5 separate regions of the Mus musculus genome follow, and regions 1, 3, 4 and 5 are each linked to region 2. A link is a contact called in public promoter capture Hi-C data. All regions are on one chromosome and are shown on one strand. The core of a region is the stretch at or near the end of the contact, and the rest is flanking DNA. Distances in the headings are between cores, read along the strand shown.

Evidence for each region. Promoter capture Hi-C pulls out the DNA fragments that hold promoters and counts their contacts.
Region 1: a promoter capture Hi-C map of liver shows a contact between it and region 2, with 5 times the contacts expected there. The contact joins the promoter of Brip1 here to the promoter of Usp32 in region 2. A contact is called at or near these places in 6 of 39 promoter capture datasets (the C10 cell line, embryonic stem cells, hippocampal neurons and 2 more), 1 of 484 Hi-C or Micro-C datasets (B cells), 3 of 115 datasets of contacts at active chromatin or transcription factors (astrocytes, embryonic forebrain and large pre-B cells) and 1 of 9 other capture datasets (embryonic stem cells).
Region 3: a contact with region 2 is called in a promoter capture Hi-C map of liver, with 4 times the contacts expected there. The contact joins the promoter of Ddx52 here to the promoter of Usp32 in region 2. A contact is called at or near these places in 4 of 39 promoter capture datasets (hippocampal neurons, liver and pre-B cells).
Region 4: a contact with region 2 is called in a promoter capture Hi-C map of pre-B cells, with 4 times the contacts expected there. The contact joins the promoter of Synrg here to the promoter of Usp32 in region 2. A contact is called at or near these places in 6 of 39 promoter capture datasets (the 3T3-L1 cell line, hippocampal neurons, liver and 2 more).
Region 5: a contact with region 2 is called in a promoter capture Hi-C map of hippocampal neurons, with 5 times the contacts expected there. The contact joins the promoter of Tada2a here to the promoter of Usp32 in region 2. A contact is called at or near these places in 4 of 39 promoter capture datasets (embryonic stem cells, hippocampal neurons, liver and 1 more), 1 of 484 Hi-C or Micro-C datasets (embryonic stem cells) and 1 of 115 datasets of contacts at active chromatin or transcription factors (astrocytes).

The regions. Positions count from the first base shown.
Region 1 is chr11:86,197,734-86,202,819 of GRCm38.p6, forward strand. Brip1 (BRCA1 interacting protein C-terminal helicase 1) reads right to left here and starts at 3,460. Exons shown (of 20, transcript NM_178309.2): 1 at 3,376-3,460; 2 at 1,139-1,261; 3 at 136-247. The coding sequence starts at 1,231. Brip1os (BRCA1 interacting protein C-terminal helicase 1, opposite strand) reads left to right here and starts at 3,627. Exons shown (of 7, transcript NR_130959.1): 1 at 3,627-3,819.
Region 2 is chr11:85,136,504-85,142,072 of GRCm38.p6, forward strand. Usp32 (ubiquitin specific peptidase 32) reads right to left here and starts at 3,452. Exons shown (of 34, transcript NM_001029934.1): 1 at 3,208-3,452. The coding sequence starts at 3,265. It also overlaps a transcript of 1700125H20Rik not described here.
Region 3 is chr11:83,938,103-83,943,585 of GRCm38.p6, forward strand. It overlaps Ddx52 (DExD box helicase 52), which reads left to right and starts at 3,988. Exons shown (of 15, transcript NM_030096.2): 1 at 3,988-4,162; 2 at 5,141-5,339. The coding sequence starts at 4,076.
Region 4 is chr11:83,963,033-83,968,146 of GRCm38.p6, forward strand. It overlaps Synrg (synergin, gamma), which reads left to right and starts at 1,399. Exons shown (of 20, transcript NM_194341.2): 1 at 1,399-1,514. The coding sequence starts at 1,444. It overlaps Ddx52 (DExD box helicase 52), which reads left to right. Exons shown (of 15, transcript NM_030096.2): 15 at 1-56.
Region 5 is chr11:84,127,569-84,132,497 of GRCm38.p6, forward strand. Tada2a (transcriptional adaptor 2A) reads right to left here and starts at 2,000. Exons shown (of 16, transcript NM_172562.3): 1 at 1,969-2,000. It also overlaps a transcript of Acaca not described here.

The sequences.
Region 1 (5,086 bases), core at 2,210-4,709, 1.1 Mb after region 2:
GGCACTGACCATATGGTGGAAGGTGAGGAGTGATTCTAGCAACTTGTCCTCTGACCTCCACCCCACAGCACATGTGCACATATATATGCATACAAAAATAAATATAATAATTTTTTAAAAAAGAATTTTACTTACCACTAAGAGATTGCTGCCATGCTAATGCAGAACAAAGTAAGGCTAAACTTTTTCCACTTCCTGTGGGACTCTCCAGCAAACAGTGTTGGCTGCTGTTTAGTCCTCTGACAATCTGTGGACAAAGATGTCAATTTTAAAAGGAAGAAAATAATAAGTGATTACTTTATTAGATCTCTCTCCACGGAACAGGACCACGACTAGAACAGCACAGAAGAGTCAGGATGCACCCCAGGAAACACAGTTACAGCGCGGGAAGAACTAGAGAATTGTATTAAATTTAAGACTTTATTCCTTTACATTTCTTCTGAACAGTCTGCTGGTTTTATAAACATGTCAAGCATGAGAATTTTAAAAAGCAACTTATATTTAATTATACAAGCACAAGTAGTTTCTAAGGAACTATGATAAGTGCTAGAGAGGTGGTTTAGCACTTAAGAGCAGCTGTTACTCATGAAGAAGACCCAGGTTCAATTCCCAGCACCACGTGGTAGCTTACAACCACCTGTAACTCCAGTTCCAGGAGATCTGATGCCCTATTCTAGGCCCGTCAGGCCTCAGGCACACATAAGTTGCACAGATACACATGCAGGCAAAACACTCATACACATAGAAATAATCTAAAAACACAGATAAGCAAACAAACAAAAGCCTGCAATACTAATACCTATAAATATCTATGAGAAAAACTCGATGAGAGATACTGCTAGTAGAAGGGGTTATAATGACTTTGAATAGAAATATAAAGGTAGTAGAAATGAAGAATAAAAATCAAAATTCTAAAGGAGCTGAAACTGTTTTTCAGATGTTCTTGCTACATCCTAACCTAAACATACACAGCTTAAGAGTTATCATATCACTTTCCTAGAACTTAGGTGCTCTTCCAGATGAATCCAACAAATCCTAGCCATCATTTTATACCTGTGAATAGTCACAAATTCAATGTATACTTGGAATCACAAGCCACAGCCTCTTGGTAAAGACTCAGCTGCTGTAAAAGACTTACAGAATTCATCATCGCAAGCTGTGCTGGATACGCTCTACAGGGAAAGTGGATCTTCACCCCACCGATGGTGTAGTCAGACAACACTGAGGACATTCTGCCTTCTTCTCTACTTTAGGTGCTTCACTACAACAGAAACAATAAAATCAGTAGAAGGGTTGGCGAGATGGATTCCCAGAGCCCACATCAGGCACCTTACAAATGCCTGTAACTCCAGCTCCAAGGACTCCCACAACCTTATCTGGCTTCTGCAATAACCTGCATTTACCTGGCATAGCCATCCACACATACACTCACAAATATAAAAAGGATTACAGTTTACATATCGAAATAATGTCATTCAAAGAAAACCAGACACCTAGCAATAGAGCTGAAGTCTGATAATAAAAACTGGAATTAATAAGCACATATATAAAAGTAATAGAAATAAAAAAAAATCTTATCCTTATAAATAAATCTCAGGGTCAAGAGCACATACGTACTAGAGTCTGACCAGTCTAGACTGGCACTCCATGATGTATTAGTTATGATGTAAGGCAAGTCACTTTTCTAGAACTCCATGTCCTCAGGTACAGAATAGGAGTCCTAACAGAAACAAGCCTTATAAGACTGCTGTAAAAGTTAAATAATGTAAAAACATACTGTACATGGCAGATGAAACACAAGCTCCTATAACAAGTTTGATTACATATATTCAACTTATAGATACAACAGATTTCTGAAGCAGCTCTGCTATTCCATAGCCTCACTGTTTCCTCTTATTCTGTACATTCCTGTTTGCCCTTTTCACACTCTCCCAGTTAGAAGGAAAAGGCAGATGAATGGGCAGGAAGCACAGGTTGTATCTATGACTTAACATTTTTCACCTGTAAGTCTAAAATTCTTTTCTGCAATAATATCTAACTTTAAAAATTGTTGTAAGGGAGAAAGTATCTTTCCACAGAAATTCACTTAATTTTTTTTAAATCATCTTTTAGTTTACTGGGGGAGGAGAACCCGCATGGCATGACACGTGTGTGGAAGTGAGAAGACAGTGTTCTGGAGACAGAATAGGTTCCCTCCTCTCACCATGTGGGTCTCAGGAATTAAACACTGCTAGCTCGGTTGAGTCCTTTACCTGCTGAGTCAGCTCAGTAATTCTGAAATCAGGAGATTATAATTGAAACAAAATAGATTTAAATCCCACTGTTTGCATCACCTAACCTCCCAGACACTTTTATTGACTGAAGAATTTCGACAGTGGTGAGAAAATCTGGTAAACTCAGTCTGTGAATGGAGATGGTTAAGACAGAAGGTACAACAGGTCATGAAGTCAATAACTTTAACCACAGCTTCTGTGCTCCAAAAAACCCACCACTCTTAAGTTATTTTTCATTTCTAAATATTGTTCTGTCAGACAAGACCTGCATAAAATCAAGCCAAGGAGACCTGTCAACATCCCATCAGGCAGTACTAATTGGACTCATTGGGTGGGAGGGGCGTGTGAAGGGGTCCCGAAGCAGTGTGAAGGATGTACTGGGGATAGGTCAAGATACTTTGTATATATGCATAAACTATCAAAGAATAAATAAAAGATATTGTTAGAAAAAGTATCCAATCACTGATTTTTATCTGTAAACCTCTGAGGTTTAATGGACTCTAACAGCTTATTCTGAAGCAAAAACTCAATATTGTGTTACTAAAATTAATCGAGATGGCAATCTATGCCTGAAGCTGTGGCAACATTCCTCTCAAAACTCATCAGACAATCACACTTCCGGATGTGGTGGCGCAATTCTTCTGGCCCCCAACAATCTCTGGTGGATCTCTGTACGATCGATCGAGGGCAGCCAGGTCTGCACTCCGAGTTCCAGCCCAGCCAGAGCTGGAGGGTGAGACCCTGTCTCTTTAAGAGAAGGGGGGGGGGGGGGCGGGTTAACAAATCTGTAGCCCTTCCAGAAGTACCGCGGAAGCTGGGGCTACCTCCAGCCTGCGTTCACAGAATGTAAGGACAGGCTCCCTGGCCCTCAGCTTTCCTTCCCCAAGCTCCTAGTTCTCACATGTCCACGGGGAGCCACACCATAGAGCCCGAGAGCCCGCCGGCGCCAGCCTGCAGGAGCCCGTCCCCTCCCCGCGCCCTCCTTTCCATTTGCCCACGGCTGGCTCCCGCTCCCAGAGAAAAGGAACGGCTGACGTTTGACAGAAGGCAACGCGGAGCCGACCTACAAGGAAAGCTCGCGAGTACGAAAGTCCTCCCTCACCGGCTGTTCCGACGCTGCCAGGTACCAAGGTACAGCCACTCCTCCCTCTCCAGGCTGCACTCCGCAGCGCCACACAGATGAATTCGCGCCTCCCGCCCCTCGGTTCCCAGTCAGCCAATCACACAGCCAGACCGGAAAAGGAAACAGCCAATCATCGTACGAGGCCAACGCTATACCGCCCAATGGGAGCCCGCGAAGTAAAATCAACCCTCGAGTACTTGGCGGGACCGGAAGACGAGCACCGCCCCTCCCCCAAACCCCACCCCGCGAAAAAGACTGGGACAAGTTCCGCACATTTGCTTGAAGGAAAAAAAAAAATTCTTGTACTGTGAGACTTTAAGAAGCACAAAATGGGCGTTAGACGGGTCTTACATTTGGTGCATTGACCGGGAATCGTCCTGCTGGCGGGTCCAGTGACAGGAGACCGGAGGATTGTTCGAGCAGGTACCGCGGCTGTGTCTCTTTGTGTCCGCCCTTGGCGTGCGTCTATTCCGCGCGTCTATTCCGTCTGTTCCCTCTATTTTGAGTCGGCTGCAAGTCAGTTTGGTTTCGGTTTGCAAAGGAGTTGTCTGCCGGGGGTTGCCAGAAGCGACCTTAACGCTGCGGTAACGAAGAGTCCTGGAGGACGCTCCAGACTCTCAGAGTGGGAAGTCGGATCCGATCCGCGAGATCCGGGAGGGCTCGACTTCATCTGGGGGTCAGTGGCAAAGAGACCACTACCAAGTTATTCAGTGTATCTTCTGTGGCGCTCGTGGCAGGGGCGCGTTGGTATTTTACTTTCTGTTTTTCTTTTTGTGTGTGGACTGGGACTGACGTTATTTTTGGACAGAATGGGACACTGACCTTCCACCCCTCCGAGTTTTACTCTAGAACATTGGAGGGAGGTTAAGACTAGAGCTCACAATCTCTCAGTAAATGTGAAGAAAAATAAATGGTTTACTTTTTGCTCGTCAGAGTGGCCCACCTTTCAGATTGGATGGCCTCCTGAGGGTTCTTTCTCACTGCCTCTTATATTGTCCGTCAAGAGGTGCATTTTTGGTGCTGGCTCGAAGAGCCACCCTAATCAGGTCCCATATATCATAGTGTGGGAAGATTTAGTCACCGATCCCCCTCCTTGTGTTCGCCCGGTTCCTCTTCAGGACCAATGGCTGTGCCAATCTTCGCCCTTCAGGATAGGCCCAAGAAAGATGTTCTCCCCACCACGGATACTGATCTTCTTCTTTATCTCCCTCCCCTTTATCCTCTCTCTCTCTCTCTCTCTCTCTCTCTCTCTCTCTCTCTCTCTCTCTCTCTCTCCTCATGCAGCTCAAGCTGCAGGGCCTTTGGCCCCGCCCATTCCGCCTGGAGAATCAGGGGGACTCGCCATCCTCCTCCCTCCCCAGGTCAGAGGGACCTGCTCAGGAGACTCAGAGACAGTGGAGGCAACTCCTGAGGGTGCCCATATTCTGCCCCTCCCGGCCTATGGTCCCCGGATGAACAAGGTCATCAGCCTTTCAGTATTGGCCGTTTTCCTCCAATGACTTATATAACTGGAAAACTCATAACCCCTCATTTTCTGAGAATCCACAAGGTCTAATTAACTTAATTGAATCACTTCTCCCATCAGCCCACATGGGAAGATAGTCAGCAACTGCTTCAGGTTCTCTTTACCACAGAGGAAAAGCAGCGAATCCTTGAGGCTAGGATACATGTCCCGGGGTCAGGTGGGCGC
Region 2 (5,569 bases), core at 2,202-4,701:
GGGAGAGACAAAACACCAAACAATGCTCATAAGATAAAAATAAGTAATTTAATGAAAAAAAAAATCAAGCTAGGTTAGTGAAACGGATCAGAGGATAAAGGTGATCACTGTCAAACCTGCTAACTTCAGTTCACTCCCTGGGATCCAGGGATCCACATGGTACAGTGAGACAATTGACTCCTGAGTCCCAATTGTCCTGTGACCTCCATAAATACACTATGGCAAGTAAACACATACAAATAAATATAATACAAACATTTTAATAAGTTAAGCCTCTTATATGCTACTCAAGATATTTATGATATCAGCCAAAAAAAATCTTCTAAAATTTGTCTAACACTATATACTTTCAGAAAAGTAAAAGTTGAAATAATTGGCAATCTGGCAAAATAGGATATAAACCCAAAATTCATCCTGATTTCTAGAGCCTCAAACAGACTAGACTGGCCTCTCACTCAAGTCCAGTGTCATCTGTCACTAACACTGTAGTCAAGGCCCCACTTTACTAGACAAACTGCCTGATATTTCTTGTTTGCATTAATGCATCAGATTTCTTTTTAATGTTGTGTAATTATGAACAGGTAGTAGGCAATGCTCATTTAAATTAAAGCCAAAGGGTCAAATAGTTCTATGAGGCTTGTTCTATACTTGTCAAATCCTATTTGCCCCAACTCACCTTATCCAATGTAAACAGATAAACAAAACTGATGCAGGTATTAGTACCTATTTATTCAGGCACCCCCAAAAGGTTCTCAAACCATTCAGCAAAAGCTTACAAAATCTTTCTGTAGTTAAAGTCTGACATCTAATTTGCCTGTTTTAAACATACCCCAGCCTACACTTAGAAACTACTTTATCACCTTGCTCCTCTTTGGTTTAATTTCCCTGCAGCAAAACTGACAAAAACAGAGGCAGGCGGATCTCTGAGTTCAAGGCCAGCCTGGTCTACAGAGTGAGTTCCAGGACAGCCAGGGCTACACAGAGAAACCCTGTCTCGAAAAAACAACAACAACAAAAAAAACCTGACAAAAACAAACCCATTCAAACAACTAAGACTTTAATTCATACCTTGATACTTCTTCAAATATGCATTTTAAAATTTCACGGGCACATTTCATAACACGTTAAACAAAAACCTTTCACCAGATCATTTTTAAATGTATTGATTCCATTTATATTTTAAAATGTACAGTCTTGCAAGGCATGGTGCTGAATGCTTTTTATCCTGCACTTGGGAGGAAGAGGCAGGTGAATCTCTGAGTTTAAGGCCAGCATGATCTACAAAATGATGTTCAGACAGTCAGGCCTACATAGAGAAACCCTGTCTCAAAAAAACAAAATACACAATCTTAATTTGATATAAAGTAAATCAACAAGAGCTGGAATAAAAGTTTAATTTTAGAATTTCTTAACGCCAGGTATATCACTGGTATTCACACCCTTAAACTTAAGGAACACTTCTGAACAGCTGTAAATCATTTGACTGTGCCCTATTTCATGCCATGTAAGCCATAGACTAATTGCCCCCAGACCTGTCAAGCTCAACAGAATTCAGGAAGTGACTGGTCTACTAGGGTTGGAAATAAATCAAGAATTTGGAATATTTCTCATACTGAAACAGAGAGAAAAAGTTCAAGTAAGATTGTACTTAAGAATAATCATCATGCAGCCGGGCGGTGGAGGTGCACGCCTTTAATCCCAGCACTTGGGGGGGCAGAGGCAGGTGGATTTCTGAGTTCGAGGCCAGCCTGGTCTACAAAGTGAGTTCCAGGACAGCCAGGGCTACACAGAGAAACCCTGTCTCGAAAAAACAAAACAAAACAAAACAAAAAAAAAAAAGAATAATCATCATGCAGATATGGTAAGGAAGAACCACTAAAAGGTGTATTTTCGCTATTCTGCTCAGCCCCAAAATTGATGCAGCTACAATTCTGTATCTTATTTTCTGTTTATTAGGTTGTGGGTCCAATGAACTTATTTCTCTTTGTATATGAACTAGATCTCATTTCTAAATCCTCACTTTAAAATGTCTTTTTCATCATATTTTAAGTTTCTATCCCAAGCTACTAAAAACACCTGGCGCATGACTGAATTTACTTATTTATTTATTTATTTATTTATTTTGGTCTTAGAAATCTGTTAACAATAATGTCTGGCCACTAATCTGCTTAATGTTTTTCACTTCTTACCAAGAAAATCCATTAAACATCAAAGAGAACTACAAGCACCACACAGACACACTCTCAAATCTCAGTCATGAAAAATTAAGTCACATTCCGGCCATAAACTGTGCAAGACACTTCCAGTTAGCACGAGCTTTACACTGACAATCGTATCAGAGTAAGTGGTAGGGGGTTGGGGGCTATTAACAACACAGTGTGAATCAGAGCCAAGAGCAGCAGCCGTTGACAGCAAGGCCAGTCTCTGAAGGGAGCTGTAATACAGTATCACAATGCTGGGTTTCCGAATGCCATTTTAAGGGAGCGAGGGGGTAAGAACTGGGAATCAAGTGTACTAAAACCGTCTGATCAATGTCCGAGGAGAGGAAACCTAAGACAAGGTCTTATGAACATCAGCTGTCTAATCTGTTCTCACCTTAAACACAACTTCACTTTCAGGTCGTTCTTAATCAAAGTCAACCGCTCAAAGGGTGAAGGATGGCAGGAGTAAATGGAAGGATAGTCATCGCCCTCAACAGAGAGGCAAAGACCCTGGGAAAACCAGAGGCTCCCTAATAGAAAAGGACTTCCAGGAGCAAAACAGAACGCCCTGTCTTCTCCTCCAGCCAATGCTGTTAGAAACCAGATTAGGATGTTGTCGGAGGCTTTTTTTTTTTTTTTTAAATGAAAGAGTGATATGAGAAAATGGCACTGAAGGATGAGGGGGCCTGGAAGGGTTGAGCCACCCAAGAACCGATGGTCAGGGCTTCCCTGCACCTAAACAAGATAACAACGCCAACCGAGTGCACCGGCAATGGCCAGCCAGCGCCCGGTACCCCCGTCACTGCCAAAGCTTCGCCCCCTCCCCTAGTGCCCCAATTCCCACACCCCGCTTCCCCTTCCACCTCCCTGCCCTCGATATTCCCACGGCTGGCCTCCCGGGTCCTTCGCCAGGCACCCCACGCCCCAGCCTCCTCTCCCTCCGGCCACCCACCCCTGGGCGCTCCGCGCTGGCCTCCCCGCAGCTCACTCGACCCCTCCCCCTCACCTCTCCTCAGCGCCTCCTCGTAGCTGAGGAATCCGATCCGTGACTCCTTGGCGCCCATGCTCCCCTCATCCCCTCGGCCGGGGGTCGGAGCCTGCTTTCGCCCCCACCCCCCTCCCGCCTCCTTCGCGGCGTCGCCGGCTGACGGTGTCGGCGTCCCCGGCCCCCTCCTCCCCCAACACTAACAAGTGCGGCTTCTGCCCCAGCGACTCCTCCCGGCCGCCGCCGCCGCCTCCATGCCGAGTCACGTGACCCGCTCCCACCCCGCCCCCTTCCCCTCCCTCCTACTCCGCCCTTCTCCTCTCTCTCCTCCCTTCGCGTCTCGCCTCACTCCTCCTCTCCTCCCTTCCGCCCCCACCCCGCCCTCCCGCCAGCACCGCCGCGGGTCACCTGACCCAAGGCCCGGGACGGTTCCGGGTAATGGCCGCCGGGGGGCCACGCTCCGCCCCACCCCACGCTAAGAGCGCGCAGGGGGGGCGGGGCGGCCTCGCCACACGTAGCACGTCATCCCTATCTTCCTGCCAATCCTAGGCCTCGAATCCCGCCGCGGCGCTCAGCTGGCCAAGAGGGCAGTGACTTCCGGGGCGCCCGAGGACGGGTCTTCCCGCCCCCCACGTTCTGGCGTTCGACGGGCGGGGCCGGAGCGATGACGGTTGGTGCTGCGGTGGCCGCGACCCACCTTGGAAGACTAGGGGAATGTTAGGGAGCAGGGGGGGTCTGAGGAAAGCGGTGCGGGCGACAAAAGGAGCGGGCAGGCGGGGGACCCCTAACGTTCGGGGGATGTTGGCAGAAGTGGAAGATGAGACTCACGGCTTCTCTGAGAAGATACCTCTTTTTCCTTCTAGAGATGGAGCCTCAGGACAGGGCAGTGGACCTTGTCGCAGTATTTTACTTTCTACGCCTTCCCATTCTCCAAACGCGGCTGCCTTAGCTTTTCTTTCAGAGGCCCAAGCCACTATGTTGGTCCATTTTTCCCTCTGAACCTGTTGCCTCCCTCCCCCAATTTTTTTAAGCCGCATTAGATGTTTTGTTTTGGGTGTTTGTTTCTGACGCAGGGTTCTGCTTTGTAACCCAGGCTGTCCTCGAACTTGTAGATTCGCGTGCCTCAGTTTCCCATGTACTGGTTCTACAAGAAACACCACACCCAGCCCTGCCACCTTCATGCTTCAACCAAACACTTGCCCTCTAAAAATGAGACAGTTCAAAACTGAGTAGCTTGCTTTAAAATACATATATTTTATGTATAATACATATGTATATAGTGTGTGTGTGTGAATTTAGTAGCATTAACATTTACATCGTTATTCAGTCTTAGTTTATCTTCAGGACTACTTGATCTAGTAGAGAACTGAAACTTTCAACAGTAATGTTGGTTCATCAAGGCAACTACATTTCTCCTGTGACTGGCTTATTTCACTTAACATGGCTCATTGTGTTGTAGCATATCAGGCATGTGGTTCAGCAATTCCACTTCTCAGTATATAGTCCCGAAGTATGTCTTTAAAGGGATGTGTGAACAGCTATTTATGCACTCAGCATTTATAGTATATACAATAGTCAAAACGTTAAAAATAAATGTCATAAGTTAGTAAACAAAATGTGGTGTATAAACACAATGGAATGTTTTTCCATTTCCTTTTTCTGGGTGGGGGAACCAGTGAGACAAGTTCTAGCAGTTGCCTGGACTGGGACTTGTGGCAGTCCTCCTGTCTCTGCCTCCAGATGTTGGAAGCCTATGCCCCACACCTGGTTCCCATTTCATTTTCACTCTGATGTGTATCTGTCTTCACCATGAAAGTCATGCCATTGGGTGGGTGGATATGGGGGACTTTTGGTATAGCATTGGAAATGTAAATGAGTTAAATACCTAATAAAAAATGGAAAAAAAAATAAAAATAAAAATAAATACTGGCAAAAGAAAACAGAAAAAAAAAAAAAAAAAAGAAAGTCATGCCATGAAGCTTCTCAATAAGGAAACATTGAAAACAATAGCTGTTTGATCTGAGGAGACTGGAGGTGCCAATTAGATCATTTAGGCCCGGCAAAAAATGATTTCAGTTCCTGAAGCCGACTGATAGTCACATGCCCTGCCAGCGAAAAGTGTTTCTCTACTTTCCTGGTGGACCAGATCTCCAGCGTGGTAGCCTTAGTCACAACACTGCCTTTTCCAGTTCTCTGAGGCACTCAGTAAGACCTGAGATTAGTTGTAGTACTAAAAGCCCATGGATCAGGAAGTTGAGGATATAATCCAAACCCTTTCATTTCCATGTGATCCGTTCAGTGTAGCCTCAGACAAAACAGTCATCCTATACAGTATGAATTCTGAAATAGATTATTTTGAAGGGAAACTAAAGCTTTCAGCTGT
Region 3 (5,483 bases), core at 2,738-5,237, 1.2 Mb before region 2:
GTACATAGCACAGTGTGTATGTGGGGTTAAGAGGACAGCCTATGGGCATCTGCTCGCTTCTTCCACCATGTGGGAGTCTAAAGAATGAAGTGGGATCATCAGGCTCGACAGCAAGTGCCTTTACGTGATTAACCATCTCACCAGCTCGATGACCTTCAACTTCCTCCTCTTTGCCTCTGTGCCAGGACTATAGCATGTGCCACTATGCCTAGTAATAGGGACTGAAGCTAGGGCTTGGCAAATCCTAAGCAGCCATCTACTAACTGCACTGCATTCCTAGCCTGCTGTGCCAAGTTCATCTTCTCTACCAAACCCATCCTAATGTGCCACAACACCCATCCATCACCTCCAAGCCCCCGGTGACAACTCCTTCTGTCCCTATAGCTTCCGCTGGGGTTCCTAGAACAAGCATGTTGGTACTCTATACCCTAGCAGGCTCTACTCCTTGAGAACAAAGATGGGCTAAGTAATCTCTGCACCCCTAGGCCGTGGTCTGTGATGGGACACTGTAAAAACAATGCTCTCCTCGCTGAAGCTTGCTGGGCGATAAGCAGGGAGTATACGAAGAAAAATATTCCAAGACACCCCTTCAGGCTATGGCGTGGTCATTCTGCTCATAACAACAAGCTGTTCCAAGCAGCCGCCACCTTGGTGTTGCACAGACGTTGTGTTCTCACTGGCTACAGTTGAGAAGCCATGTGTGTCCAACAATCACACCATACTAGTTTTTGGAGAAATTCCAGTTACACAGAACCAGGATTCAATTTCCTCTCCACTTTTATTGACGATACTTTGAAATAGTTTTGTTTTTTTCCCCCCAAGAGGAAATGCTCTCTTAATGAGTCAGCTGGACATTGTCAAGGCAAGCAATAGTGTAAGTTGGCTCCCATTTGACTTCATTCATTCCAGTCTATTAATGCAAAGCACCAACTAAAGAAATAGGTCCACTGTTAAATTCATAGAGATCTTTATGTGGTTTGTCCTATTTCATTAGATCAGTAAGACTTACAGAACTGGGGAGCTGGCTCAACTGGTAAGTTACCAGCTACACGAGCATGAGGAGTTCTATTCAGAACCAGGGAACCCATACACAAAGCAAGGTGCCATGTACCCACAACCCTAGCACCAGGGGTATGGGAGGTAGCTTAGAGTACAGTTGGATTCCTGACGCTCATTGGCTAGTAAGTCCAGCCAATTGGGGAAGCTTTGGATTCAGAAAGAGACCTTGTCTGAAAATAAATAAATAAACGTGGGACTGGAAAGATGGCTTATTGGTTACGAGCACTTACTGACTGGTCTTATGAAGGACATGGGTTCGGTTCCCAGGATTCACATAGTGGCTCAAAACCACTTATAACTCCAGTTCCAGGAGAGTCAATTCCTTCTTCTGACATTGGGGCACCAGGCACAAATATGGTGTCCATACATACATGCTAGCAAAAACACACAAACAATAAAATAAAATAATCCTAAAAATAAATGTGGAGGGTCAGAGAGTTGGCTCAGCAAGTAAACATGCTTGCCACCAAGCCTGAAAACCTGAAATCAATTCTTGTTAACTACAGGGTGGAACCAACTCCTGAAAGCTGGGTTGTGACCTCCACGCATGCTGTAGCAATGCATGATTACACATGAAATTAATATAATAAAATTTAATAAATATACAAAAGGGAAGTGCAGGTGAGGAGACACATTTGATGTCTGTCTCTGGACACACACATACATGTGCACCTACATGTGTGTATGTGCATGCATCAAAGTGCACACTCCAAAAAACTTGGATATATACCACACAGACACACTACAACACACACAGAACATTCACACACTCACACACTCACACACACATACAACACACATACACAGAGAGAGAGAGAGAGAGACTAAAAAATGACCACTTAATATGAAACAGATTTCATACTCAGCAAATGTATTTAGAGGCATGACACATTGCCTCAGCTTCAGAAATTTTAAAGTCTGTGGACCAATGTGGAGCTATAAGTGCAGCGCAATAGAAAAAAGCTACGGTAGAGGAACGTGGTCAGGTGTGATGGTACACGCCTGTGATCTCAGCACTTGGGAAGCAGACAAAGTTGGATCTCTGTAAGATTTAAACCAAGCTCCAAGTCCAAGTCCCTCCTTTTAAAGTAAAGGATATAGAGCACAAATTCAACGAGCAAGACAAATCTATTCTCTGGAAGAAGGAAAGTGAGCTGGCCATTGGTATAATGCTAAATATTTCCTAGTAAGGAAGGCCACCTACAGGGCTTTCCTCAGCTCCTGGGAGGTTAACTCTCTAGGGAACCATTAATACCATGGGGCTATAACTGGATGGGAGAGACCATAACCTCCACTGTATTAACGTGGATAAACTTTGGTCCTGCCTAAGCTAAATGCTACAAACGTCTTCACAGCCTTATCTGTTCTTCTGCATGGGTTCTCAGGATCAAAGTCAGATCATCAAGTTTGCAGGGTTGGTGTCTACCTGTTGAGCCATCTTCCTGTCTCCTCAAAATACTATTTATAGAGAGGGAGTAAATATATTTAAAAGAGTAAGATGTCCCCACTGTTAGCTGTAAGGAGGAGTCAGGGAAGAGATTTTCATGACATCTTATGCTCACTCCACATCTGCTCTCCTCGAGAATGAAAGTCTCACTAGAACTGAACTTTCCCCCTCTCCTCTCTATATCATAGATCTATCCACAAATGATATGGACATATGATGTTTGAGTCTATGCATTGTATTATTTATATTTTGATGTCTCCCAGTTTTGTTTCTCCAGCCTTCAGTCCTGAGCTTCAGACTCTTGGGTCCAAGTACCTAATTGGATGTCTTCACTTAATCAAGTAGAGATCTACATGTCTACAAACGTAACAATTCCATGATTCTCATTCTCACCAAAAGGCTGCTCTTCCTTTCTTCTTAGTTCAGTAAATGGCATGCCATCATCCCAGCTCAAACCACAATATTTAGCTACCTCTGGATCCATTTCCTCACCCTACACAAACTCCATCAGGTACATTAAACTCTATATCCAAACTGTAGCCCAAATCCATCCACATTTGAATAGCTATCAACCCAGATAAAAGCAACAGCTACTTTAGTCTCCATTTCTACTCTTATCTGTTCCATGTCCCTTCTCCAAATAACTCCAAATAATCATGTATGGCCCTTTCACGAATTCATTCATCAAACATTTATGGAAAGCAAACAGAACCAGGGATACAATCATAAAGCAAAAATAGATCTTCATGTTTGTGGACTTACATTCCAGAAGACAGGTTATACAAAACTTAAAAAGTCGAGTAGTTCAAACACAATGAGAATGAATCTAAAAATCAAATGGGATAAACTAAGATAGTTGCTCCTTCCATGAATTTTGGTTTTGCAGCATGTTTAGATTAAAACCTAAATACTTCATCATGCCCTTGTTACAGCGTTGAGACCTGGTTTGTTTGCCCCTGTAAGCTTAGCTCCAGCTACTCCAATTTTCTTTCCTTTCTTCATTTCTTCCTTCATCCCTCCCCCCACCCACCCCCTTTTCCTTCTTTCTGTGGCACTGGAGAGCAACTCAGATCGGCTTCTGTTCTAACAAGGTTTCAGATCCGTTTCCTTCTTCAGATGGGTTTTCTCTTCCCTGGAATGCTGTTCCCATGTCTTGGGAAAGTGGCCCCTTCTCAGTTCAAATTTGATTGAATTTAACCAATCTAACTAAACTAGCTTCTACCCCTTCTCAACCCATCACAGCTTTTAATTTGCCTCACGATGCTTTCCATTTTCCTCAGTTACAGTAACTGGTTAATAGTATCTCTGTCCTTTCTAAACGGTAACCGAAAATGCAGAATATTGGCGTGTTGCTCATCAAACTATCACTAAACGTCTAGCACACTCCCACGCACAAGAAGCGTCGATTTTGGATTTTGTGAACGAATTCCCAGCTCACACGTTTTCCACGCCTATCACAGCCAGGCTCCGCCTCCTGGAGCGACTTCCGCTACGGCCTGTGCGGAAGCAGTCGCGGATAGAAAGTGGTAAACGCAGGCGCCGGGAGGCCGTGGGGCCTTCTGGGTAAAGATGGATTCCTACGACCTGTTTCGCCGGCTTGGAGCCGGCGCCAAGTTCGACGTGAAGCGCTTCTCAGCAGACGCTACTCGATTCCAGGTACTTTCTGTACGCGGGGAGCCGCGTGACCGAGAAGGGGCGGGATCCGGAGATTGAGACCGCCGCCAACCGGGCAGCCGGCGCGCTGGAGACCCCGAGGCCAGGCTCCGATCACCCCCAAGCATTTCCCTCCTGGGATTTAGCTTAACCTAAGATTTACCCCAGACTTCTGAAGGACTGTTTACTGAGCCCCGGTAGACTCAGTTGAGCCTGGCACAGACATTTTGATTCCCAGGTATCTTACTTTACTCACAAAGTTGGAATCCTTTCCGAGACCCCTCTTAGAAACTAAGAAAGCACGCTTTCACTGTAAGCTACCCAAGTTTGACTTAATGTACAGATAGCTGTACTGCAGTGGAGAGTTGGGGTGTTTTGTTTTGTTTTTTCATCACTCTAACCAACCACATTTTAAGTAGCCAACCAAAAGTGTGATCCTGATATGCGGGGGGTTTCTTAAAGAAGTAGTGAGCATGAAAGGAAGTCAGTTGGGACTCACTTGTGAAACATTTTAAACATAAGCCTTACTGTAAAATACAGCCTTTGTGGAGGGTGATGTCTGTGTTTCTTCGTCCTGACTGCAGTGTTGTGGTTACATTTGAACCCTGGAGCAGGGATTTCTGGGATCAAATGCAGGGCCTGCTAGTGAATACTTCTGAGATCTTCACTAAGTTACTTGCTGGTGCCTGGATTTTTTTTTCCCCTCTTCTGTCTCACTGCTATTTACCTTGTAGGGTTGGTGTGAGGATGAAGTAATTTAATATCTAATAAATATCCTTGACGTGTAGTAAATGTATATAAATATTCATTGTTGTTGTTGATAGGATTCTGTTTGCCTAAACACACTACTTAGCTCAACAGAATCTTGTTTGAAAAGGTTAAAAAGGCGAATTACTGAACCTGCGTCCTCCGTACAGCCAGTCACGGTTGGATGGAAACAGTTCTGGCAGTAAATTTCATTTAAAACTTTTGGGGTTTTAGGTAGGAAAAAGGAAATTCGATTCCGAGTCTTTGGAGGTCCTGAAGGGACTAGACTTCTTCGGAAACAAGAAGTCCGTCTCAGATGAATGTGGAGCATTGCAAATACACCAGGAGCCCCCAAATGAGGAGAAAACACAAGGGGTCCTGTTGGAAAGGAGTAAGGAGCCCAAGAAGAAAAAGAGAAAGAAGATGACTTCAGGTTAGTATTGGCTTAATGCTCATTTTTTTTCCAGTTCCAAAACGGTGCAAGCTGGTAAGTCAGACAACACATACCTAGCAACCTTTGTTGATGCCATCTGGATTATACCTAGGTACTGGCTGTTACTTGCTACTGCAATGATGG
Region 4 (5,114 bases), core at 149-2,648, 1.2 Mb before region 2:
TAAAAAAAAAATCAGGCTTCATTTAAATAAACTGCTCTAGAGAATAAAAACTAAAAGTTTGTAATTGTTTTGTTCTTGCAGAGAGTTGAGTCAGTGTATATCCTGAAGTGGGTATACACTTGAAACCATTGCGGCTGCATTTTCATTTTAGACCTTCAGCTTTTCCTGTGTTTTAAGAGTAAAAGTGCCTATCTCTGTGTCTGAAGCTTTGTATGCTAACAGCACCACTCTTTAGCAACTAACGGCAGTGATGAAGTATAGAAACGATTATGTGGTATGGGGCTGTGATCTCAAAGCATCCTAACAAGACTCTTAACACAGGTGGGGAGTGTCCTTGGACGGATGCAGATAGAGATGGTAACAGATCGTGTTGATAATCCCCATTCAGTTATTTTCTCTTTATTTTTTCTGAGCAACCACCCAGTCCATGAAGTAGCTACAAAACTTGTATCAGCTTTTTTTTTAAAAAAAGGGTCAGGAATGGATTTAAACTCCTATACATATCAGTAAGGACTCTCCTATATAAATGCTAGCTTTGACCAGGGAAGAGGAAAAGTGAAATAGTAAACAAGACCAAACAAGGAAAACAGATCTCACAAATAGTGGGCGTGGTCCTAGTTAAAGGACCAAGGACTTTGAGGACATATTGGTGTGGACACACTGCAGCTCCAAGATCTGAGCATATTACAAGAACTTCTTTCAAGATTTTTTTTTCTCATTTCTAAAATAGCAGTAATAACTCAGGGACATCAGACTATTAAATGCACATAAAACTGGTCTAGTAAACTAATAACCTATTATAATTGTCTCAGCGAAAGCTGTAAGGCAAGAAGTGGCAGGGACTGGTTGTGATTGATCCATTATCTAAGAGCTTAACAAACTTACTTTCAACACATTTTACTTCCAGGTAGCTTGGTTAGGGTTGGAGGTGTCAAAGTAAAAATACCCTGTGTAGGTTCAGCATGTGCTCACGGTGCCTCACTATGGCAAAACCGACCACATGAGTAGGGCACCTTGGAGGATATCCTCTTCGTGTGTATTGGGTCCATGTATGCTCTAGATTGACTTAAGTAAAAGGTACTGTCAGTGTCTGTAATAGATGCTGAAGAGAGAGTGCCAAGGGAAACAGCTGTAAAGGCCCTCTAGGATCCGACTGCTGTGTAAAGGAACAGCAGAAAAGCACCTGTGTTCCATCATCTGGTTATATCAGGACCTACTGTGTGCATTAGTGCAGATCCGGGTTTGCAAACTAACTACACCAGCCGCAGTGCTGTGTCTCCTGCAGAATGCCACCGGGGCGCGCCGCTCGTGCCCGGGGGCCATGAAGTCACGTGGGCGCGCAGCCCCGCCCCGTCGTCGGCCCCGACTTGGTGGGGCGGTGTCTGCCCCGGAAGTGCCTGTCTTCGGCTGACAGCTGCTGGCGCGGCGGCGGCCCCGAGCAAGATGGCGCTGCGGCCGGGAGCCGGAGCCAGCGGCGCGGCGGGGGCGGGCGCGGGGCCCGGCGGGGCAGGCAGGTGGGTCGGCGGGGCGGGCGGAGTGGGCAGCCATGGTCGGCGGGGTGGGCAGGTGGGGCCGGGCGCAGGGGCGGCGGTTGCGGGGCGCGAGCGTCCTGGGGACCCGCGGGGAGCGCGCTCGGGTGCAGGCGCCACCGCACCTGCCGCGGGGCCTCGAGCGCCCGCGAGTCCCTGCTAGGCTTGCTGGGCTCGAGCTGCTGTCGGAGCGAAGGCTGTGACGGTCTAGTCGCAAAGCTGGAGGAACCGTTTTAAGACTGTACAGTACTGTCTTTCCTCTCATAGAGCGTCCTGTCCAGTCCTTTTTTCTTTTCTTCACATACAAATAGAAAAATCTGAAGACCTTTGAATTAGTAATTGTCTTGAGATAAAGCCCGTTTAGTAGAAAAAAACATTTGTCTGACTCCTTTTAAAATAGACATTTTGAAACAAAGAAAATTCACTGACCAAGAGCAGTATGCTCCTCTTAAAACAAAAGCTTCCAGACTTTATTGAGCTCCTTTTAAAAATAAAAATCTGCTCTTTGTTCTATTTCAGATAATTTTTAGGCTATGCTCCCTGTATCCAGAATGGTAAAGGGGTGTTTGTAACTCAAGTTCATTTTCATTTGACAAAATGTTTGATTCCAGAAAGTCTGCTCCCCTTTCTATCATGACTCAGTTTGTGTTTATTTAATTAGCTGACATATAGCACACACATTCCGAGATAAAATTAGCTTTTATTTTTAAATATCCTAAGTTATCTTTGGAAAGCGAAGTATTTGGGTTTTTTTTTTAATGTATAGTTTAATTTTGGAATCACCTACACTTCAAATGTGTAAAAGATTTTAAAGTAACCGTCTCCTTCAGGTGCATATTGTGAATACACACACACACACTCATTCACGGAAGGAAAAAAAGCAGTCACTTGAATAAAGCAACGGTGTGTGGCCAGGTTTTCTGCTTCCTCTACAGTCTTTGACTTTAAACTTAAAACATTTTCCTTCCTCCTCTGGTTTTGTCACTGTTTCGTTGGGGTCTTTCATTAGTGAGCATTAGAAATTGCTTTTGCCTGCAGAATATATACAGGATGACAATTTCTAAAGTGGCATTCTATTAATCTAATCAAATGTATGAGTAATAATGGGACCAGTCCTAGAAATTTTCAAAGAATTTCATGTTTTAGGCACAAATGTTTTCAAAAAAAAAAAAAAGGAAGACCCCCTGGGCACAGAAAAATTCAGTGTGTTGCTCAGTTTGGTTTGTAGTATTTTAATGCCACTGGTCCAAGGAGCTGCACTGGAGAATGCCTGTAATCCAGCTCTGAGGAGATGTAGGCAGGAAGATCAGGAGCTCAAAGACATGCTCAGCTATCGGGAGAGTTTGATGTTAGCTTGGGTACCCTGAGATCCTGTCTTAGGGGAAAGAGCATGGGCAATAAACTCATGTGCACTCCAACAGGTAGTAAATCCATAGGAGACACAAAGTGATTACAATGGTTGTTGAAGGGTATTTGGTGTTACATTTGTTAGATACTTTTGGGGGCTGAGAAACTGTATACTCAGGAATATTTTGGTTTGGGGAAAGCGATACTAAGAGCTGAAGTTATCTATAAGAAACCTAACAAAGTAGCAGAGTATAACTGAAGAAAAACAGAAGCCAACACTCTTCTTTCGAAGCTTTCAGTGGGAGAAAGAAATTACCAGCTGCAACTGACTCTGAGGGCTGCCTTCTGCCTTGGATACTGTTTCTTAAATACTTTCTTTTAGCTACTTAGTTTCCTTAAAGGCTAGCCAAAGGCAGCCACATGCAAACAACCGCTTTCGCCTCTTGCACTGAATGGACTATCCTAGAGTAAATGCTTGAGACGGATAAATGACAGTATTTGCCTTTAACCAAGTAAAGCAACAGAGTTGAGAACAGTCTGGGTGAGTCTTTAGTGACCCCACTTGTAATCATGTGGAATGACTACACATGTAAATGTGTAAAATGTTGTTTATTTTAGCTCAGGCTAGAGTTGAACAGATAGCCCAGGGCAGTCTCAGATTTGTGATCTGACTACCTCCATCTCATTATTGCTAGGTCTGTGGACTCCACCACCCTGATCTAAGTATCATTATTCTTGGTGTCCTAATACCACAATTTCTCAACCTGTGGGTCTGGACCCCTCTTAGGGGTGGGTCACACATCAGCCAGTTACATTATGATCCATAGCAGTAGCAAAATTACAGTTATGAAGTAGCAATAGAATAATTTTATGGTTGGGGGTCACCCCCACACGAAGAACTAAAGTAAAGGGTCACAGCGTTAGGAAGGCTGAGAACAAACCTCTGCCCTAATGGGTTCAAAAGACTCAAGACAGGCCCCGGTGCTCAGAGTGTTCACAAAGTAACTTTAACCCTCTGCTTCCCTGCCCTTCTCTCTTACAAGCTCTGGGAACTTCTTAGTCTCTCCATCCTCTGCTGTTTCTTACCTATCCTGGCATGGTTTTTAAGTGTAAGTGTTTGTGAGTATCCACAAAATGCACAATAGTGAAGTCGATTTTGAGCTGCACTGGGGGAGGGGAAGGAGTTGAGATTGTCATACGGAGACTAGGGGCTAGCAAATGCTATGGGAGGAACAAATCTACAGTGCAGGATCGGCTGCTATTGAATGGAGAGAAGAGTTTCATGTGATAAAAAAAGGAAAGGGAAAGTATGCCCGATCCGAAAAGGCCATGAGGGAAAACCAGGAGAACTCTGACCCTGAGGCATCGTACTGTTGTAAGTCCGGTGTGCATCTTCAGACAGGATCTTTCCTGAATCTGCCTCTCACCAGTGCTGTGTTATATGTATTAGAAACCGGAGGCTGAGGCTGAGGAGATCTGTTGAGAAGACTGTATTTAGGAGTCCAGGCCTGAGACATGAAAGCCAGCAGCAAATGTAGGTTAGTAGCAAAAGGCTGGTGACAAGCAGAGCTCCGGGTCTGAGACCTGGCAGCATTGCAGTTAGCATCCCTCCCTACAAGTCAAGTTCTTAGAAGCTCACTTGGTTCGCACTCACCCCACCCCCGACCTTCCCTCAAGCTTAGCTGTCTTATCAGCATCTTCCTGCTTAGCAGCTTCTTAGCTGCTTGTCTAGCCAGTCTAAGAATTAGTTGGCAGGTGAGGGTGGGACCTGGCTGGGGGTGGGGCATGCTGCCAAGCACAATGGTCTGCATTCAACTCTAGGGACTCACATTGTACAAGGGGAGAACTGACTCCCACCTCCACGTGAACAGCTCCAGACACACATACACACACTCTAAATAAATAAATAAATAAATAAATAAATAAATAAATGTAGCAAAAAAGAATAGTAGGGGCTAACTGCCTTTAACTCCAGCCCCGGGGCATCTGCTGCCCTCTTCTGGCCTCCTTGGCTGTCCACGCACAGAAACACGAATGAAAAGAAAAACATGTTAGTGTTAGGTATCTAAATATTTCATAATAAAAACGCAAGGGTCACTAAGCAGCTTTGGGTTGTTACATTTTTTTACTAGAGTTATATTTATCAGGACAGTTGGTTGGTTCTTATTGTGTTTAATTTTTTTAAGTAGCTTTTAAAATCTATAGCAGGTATTTTTTTAAATCATATTTTGTATGTAT
Region 5 (4,929 bases), core at 750-3,249, 1.0 Mb before region 2:
AGCTCTAGGACAGGCAGGCAGGGCAACATAGAGAGACCCTGTCTTAGAGGGGAAAAAGGAAAGAAAACCCAAGCCAAAACAAAGCAAATACCAATTTGGACAAATAAATGTTAGTTTTATAAAAGGCTAATTCAGCCGGGCAGTGGTGGCACATGCCTTTAATCCCAGCACTTGGGAGGCAGAGGCAAGTGGATTTCTGAGTTCAAGGCCAGCCTGGTCTACAGAGCTAGGACCACACAGAGAAACCCTGTCTCGGGCTGGAGAGATGGTTCAGTGGTTAAGAGCACTGACTGTTCTTCCGAAGGTCCTGAGTTCAAATCCCAGCAACCACATGGTGGCTCACAACCACCCATAATGAGATCTGACGCCCTCTCCTGGTGCATCTGAAGACAGCTACAGTGTACTCACATATAATAAAATAAAATAAATAAATCTTAAAAAAAAAAGAAACCCTGTCTCAGGGGGTGGGGGACAAACAAACAAACAAAACAAAAGGCTAATTCACCTTCATTTCTCCTGAAATAGATTTTTCTTTTTTTTTTTCCTTAAGATTTATTTATTTATTATCTGTAAGTACACTGTAGCTGCCTTCAGACACTCCAGAAGAGGGCGCTTGCTACGGATGGTCGTGAGCCACCACGTGGTTGCTGGGAATTGAACTCAGGACCTTCTGAAGAGCAGTCAGTGGTCTTAACCTCTGAGCCATCTCTCCAGCCCCCCCCCCTTTTGTTTTTAAAGATTTATTTATTTTATTTATATGAGTACATTGTAGCTGTCCTTAGACCCACCAGAAGGCATCAGATCCCATTACAGATGGCTGTGAGCCACCGTGTGGTTGCTGGGATTTGAACTCGGAACCTCTGGAAGCGCAGCCAGTGCTCTTAACCGCTGAGCCATCTCTCCAACCAAAATAGGTTTTTCACGTTGACATTTTTAGCTTGGGGACTGACATACAAAGTATATGCAATGCTTAGATAAGAAGGCTGAGGGTCAAACTTTAGGCTATTTTGGGTAGGGGTGAGTTTTTACTCTATTTCCAAGAAAAATGATCTTTGAAGAACGTTGTGGCTCAGTAGTTCAGTTGTAGGGTGTTTTAGCAAGGATGCTTTATATTCACACTCCAGCATCCATTGAGCAAACAAACCCAGTACTCCAGAGGTACAGACAGTACGATCAGTTCATGGAAACTCTTGGCTACATTAAGTTCAAGGTTAGCCCAAGATACATGAGGCTGACTAAAAAAAAAAATTAATTAAAAAAAAAATTAACAAAGGCATATGTCAGGTACTAAATGTAATCTTAGTACGGGGACTATATCTTGGAATCCTAACAATCTCCTGACATAGGCTGTTTTCCCCAAGAAAATGAAGCGCTAAAGATTGGGGTATTTGCACAATGTTTTTACAGCCTGGTGAACAGCAGGGCTCTATCAAGACCTTTACAGTGGCAAAGATTCTACAGTACGTTCTGACAAACACTTCACATTGCAAAGCACAATGCTGCAGAAAGCAAAATCCTCCTTCCTCTCCTTCCTTAGAAGACCACGCAGTGACACTAACATCCTTGAGAGATGGGCTACATTTAAATTAATTACAAGAGGGATCAGGGAAGGCATGGAGGGGCAGGATCCCATGAGCACAGGGGAGCCGCGGGCTTGGCAGTTGTGCAGTTAACATCCTTAGAGCTGCACGGTCTTGGGCAGGTCACTGTAGCCGGGCCTCGACCGCAAAACAGTGCTAAACACTGGGGCGCGGAGACCCACGTGGGGGTTCGGCGGGTCAGGTGGGCCGGGGCCGTGCTCCACCGCCCAGCCGGGAATACGGAGCTGCGGCACCGCCAGCCGCCGGGGGGAGGGGCTCGGGACTCGCCCGGCCGCGCCAACCTCCCCCGCCGCGTGGCCCCGCCGCGCCAGCCGGCACCTCGTGACCCCGCGTGCCCTCGCTCCCGCCGCTCGGCCCCGCGCCTCACCTCGCCACGTCCCGCACCTCGGCGCCGAAGAGCCCGCCGCTGCGCGCGCTGTGCAGACTCTGCGTGCGCGCCGCGGCCTGCGTGCGCGGCCTCGACTCACGTGCGCGGTCCCGTGCCGCGAGCACGCCGAGGCGGTCCCGCCTCCTCCAGTCTGGCAGCGGGCGGGTCCCGGTGGCGCCGCCCCGGGATGGGGAGCGTGGTACCTGGCTGCTAGTCGGTGGGCTCTGAAGTCTGACCTGCTGTCACTTTCTCCGTCGCCACAAGCGGCCCGGTGGCATGTGCTAAGGCGGCTTCCGCTGTTTCAGTCTAGATTTTTTTCTTAACAGTCCCATTCCAATTCTTTTGCAAGCAAAGAAACTGAGGCTGCCCAGGCTCTGGACTGGAGGATGACGAGCCCCGGGCGCATCATGCCACTCATGGATTACCCGGACTGAATGACTTGAGGGGTGAAGAGGGTCCTTTTTATTCTGATGCTTCTGGGACGTCGAAATTGCCTTCTCTGGAAAGACCCATCCCCTGCCTGGGCTTCAGAGGCCCACATGGAAACGCAGTGATGATGTGGTGGTCCACTCTGATGTCACTCTTGAGGGCTAGGTATGTCCCAACATCTCTTATTACTAATAGTATAGATTCTTATAAGAGCTTCCATTTGTGGAGTCCTTCAATACTGCATGCCAGGCATTGTACAAAGCGGGTTACACATAAGGGTTCGTCTAAAACAACTTTCTGAGGGAGGCACTGTTACTGTCCTCATGGTCCAGCATTGAAATATATAACTTAGGATCACAGTGCTACCAAGTGTTGGGGAAGAGCTCTATTCCAACCCATGGCTTGATCTTAACTATTATGCTGTATATCTATTTAAAAATCTGTTTCATAGATTTGCCCAATTTCTGTTGGAATTCATTTATACGATATCTGCCCGTGTGGCATCTTGATTTGTTTTTTGGTACACAGGTAATATAAGTCTATTGTTAAAATAAAAATAAAATCTGCAGCTGGGTGCAATTAGTGGCTCACATCTGTGATCTCAACACTTGGAGAGTGCAGGACAATTGCTTTGAGATTGAGATCAATCTGGGCTACAGAGTAAGAGATCTGTCTCAAAAAAAAAAAGAGTAGTAAAGAAAAAACATTAAAAATTCACATGTGAAAGTCATCCCCACCACGTTAAATAAACAGTTGATGCTATAGAGTACTTCACATTTACTGACTCTCCAAATCCATTCATTTCACAAAAGCACAACGAACAGCCACTTCCCTGGGTGCTGAGAATTTGGTAGTGAGCGAAGTATATGCTCTTGCACATAAGGTTTGTGTATTTTATATATAAGCAATAAAATATAAGTATGTTGCATATTAATATATAAGTAACAAATATTTTTAAATGCCTCATAATGTGGTTTTATGGGAAATAAATCAGGATCCAGATATAACAGTGATAGATTTTCTTTTAGTCAGGATAGGGAAGAAAGGCTTCCTAGCAGACATAACACACAAGAGGAAATCCAATTATTGAATGAGAAACAGAAGCTTCCAGATTTCTAGAGAGAACCATAGATGAGACTCAGCAGGTACGGTGGCCCTGGTGCGTGGCTTTGATAGGCATGGAGAAGAAGAAGCAAGAAGGTCAGAGTGGCTGGAGCAGATCCAAGTAAAGAGATTTGATGGAAAACAGCCTGGACCCAGGTCCCACATCACTTGGTAAACTTTGGTTGGATTTTTTTATTTCACTGGGATATGATAGAATTCCATGAAGGGTAGACATCAATGTATTTAAGAAAAGAATAGTGGCTCATGCCTGTAATGCCAGCACACAGGAGGTCAGCCTACGCAAAAAATTCCAGTTCAGTCCGGTGCATGTGACCCTGACTCAAAAAATGGATAAATTAAAATGTCCAATGTCTGGAAAAACCAAAAAAATAAAAAATAAAATGTCCAAGAGGGATGAAATTTAAATGGATTAAAATGTATCCAAAGGGATCCAACAAAGTATGATGTCATAAGCGTGAAAATCACACAAATAATGAAACCCATTACGTTAACTTAAAAATTAGCGCAAAAACTAAAAATGTCAGGGTGTGGTGGGATGTCTCTGTCAGTGAAGTGTTTGAATTTAAACCTCGGTGCCCTAGTCAAGGTGGTGCGTGCCTGTAGCCCCAGCACTGGGACGGAGACCAGAGGATCCCTGGGGCATGTTGGTCAGCCAGTCTAGCTGAATCAATGAGCTTCAGGTTCCTTGAGAGAGAACTCTCTCAGAAAAATAGAATGAAGGGGTTGGGAGATGCCGCAGTCAATGGAGTACATGTCGACCTGAGTTCAGATCACTAGCACCACTATTCCACTCGGTACCAATCCCACACTGGGGAGAGGTGAGACAGGCACATACCTGGAGCTCATTGGCCAGCCAGCCTAGCCAAAGCAATGACGTCCAGGAGAAGCCCTGCCTCAAAACACAAGGTGGAGAGCACGTGAGGAAGGCAGCCAACATCAACCTCTGCCCTCCATATGTAAAGGCATATATGGTTAACTATATACATATATGCATGCATGCGAGCACACACACACACACACACACACACACACACACACACACACACACACACCCAGTGAAAAGGAAGGATGACACTGTTAGAGGCAGTGCCTTCCTCGGTTTCTTCCCTTAGCAGTGTAGTGTTGGTAGCATGGCAGGACCATCGGAAGAGAAGGGTAGAGATCACAGACGACGGACTTTAGAAGCCAGGTTTTGTTTGGGAATCTGTGTTTTGCGTACTAACTGGAAATCACAATAGGACTCTGCTGCTCAGTGGAGAGCTCAGGGCTCAAATTGTGTAACGAGTATAATTGTTTCTTTGTGTTTTCCCCAGCTTGAGAACAGACCGCCCTTTCTCTTTGTAACCTCAGCACCCAGAAAGGTAGGACCAGCAGATACTGGTGAAATGAATAAAGACAAAGGTATGG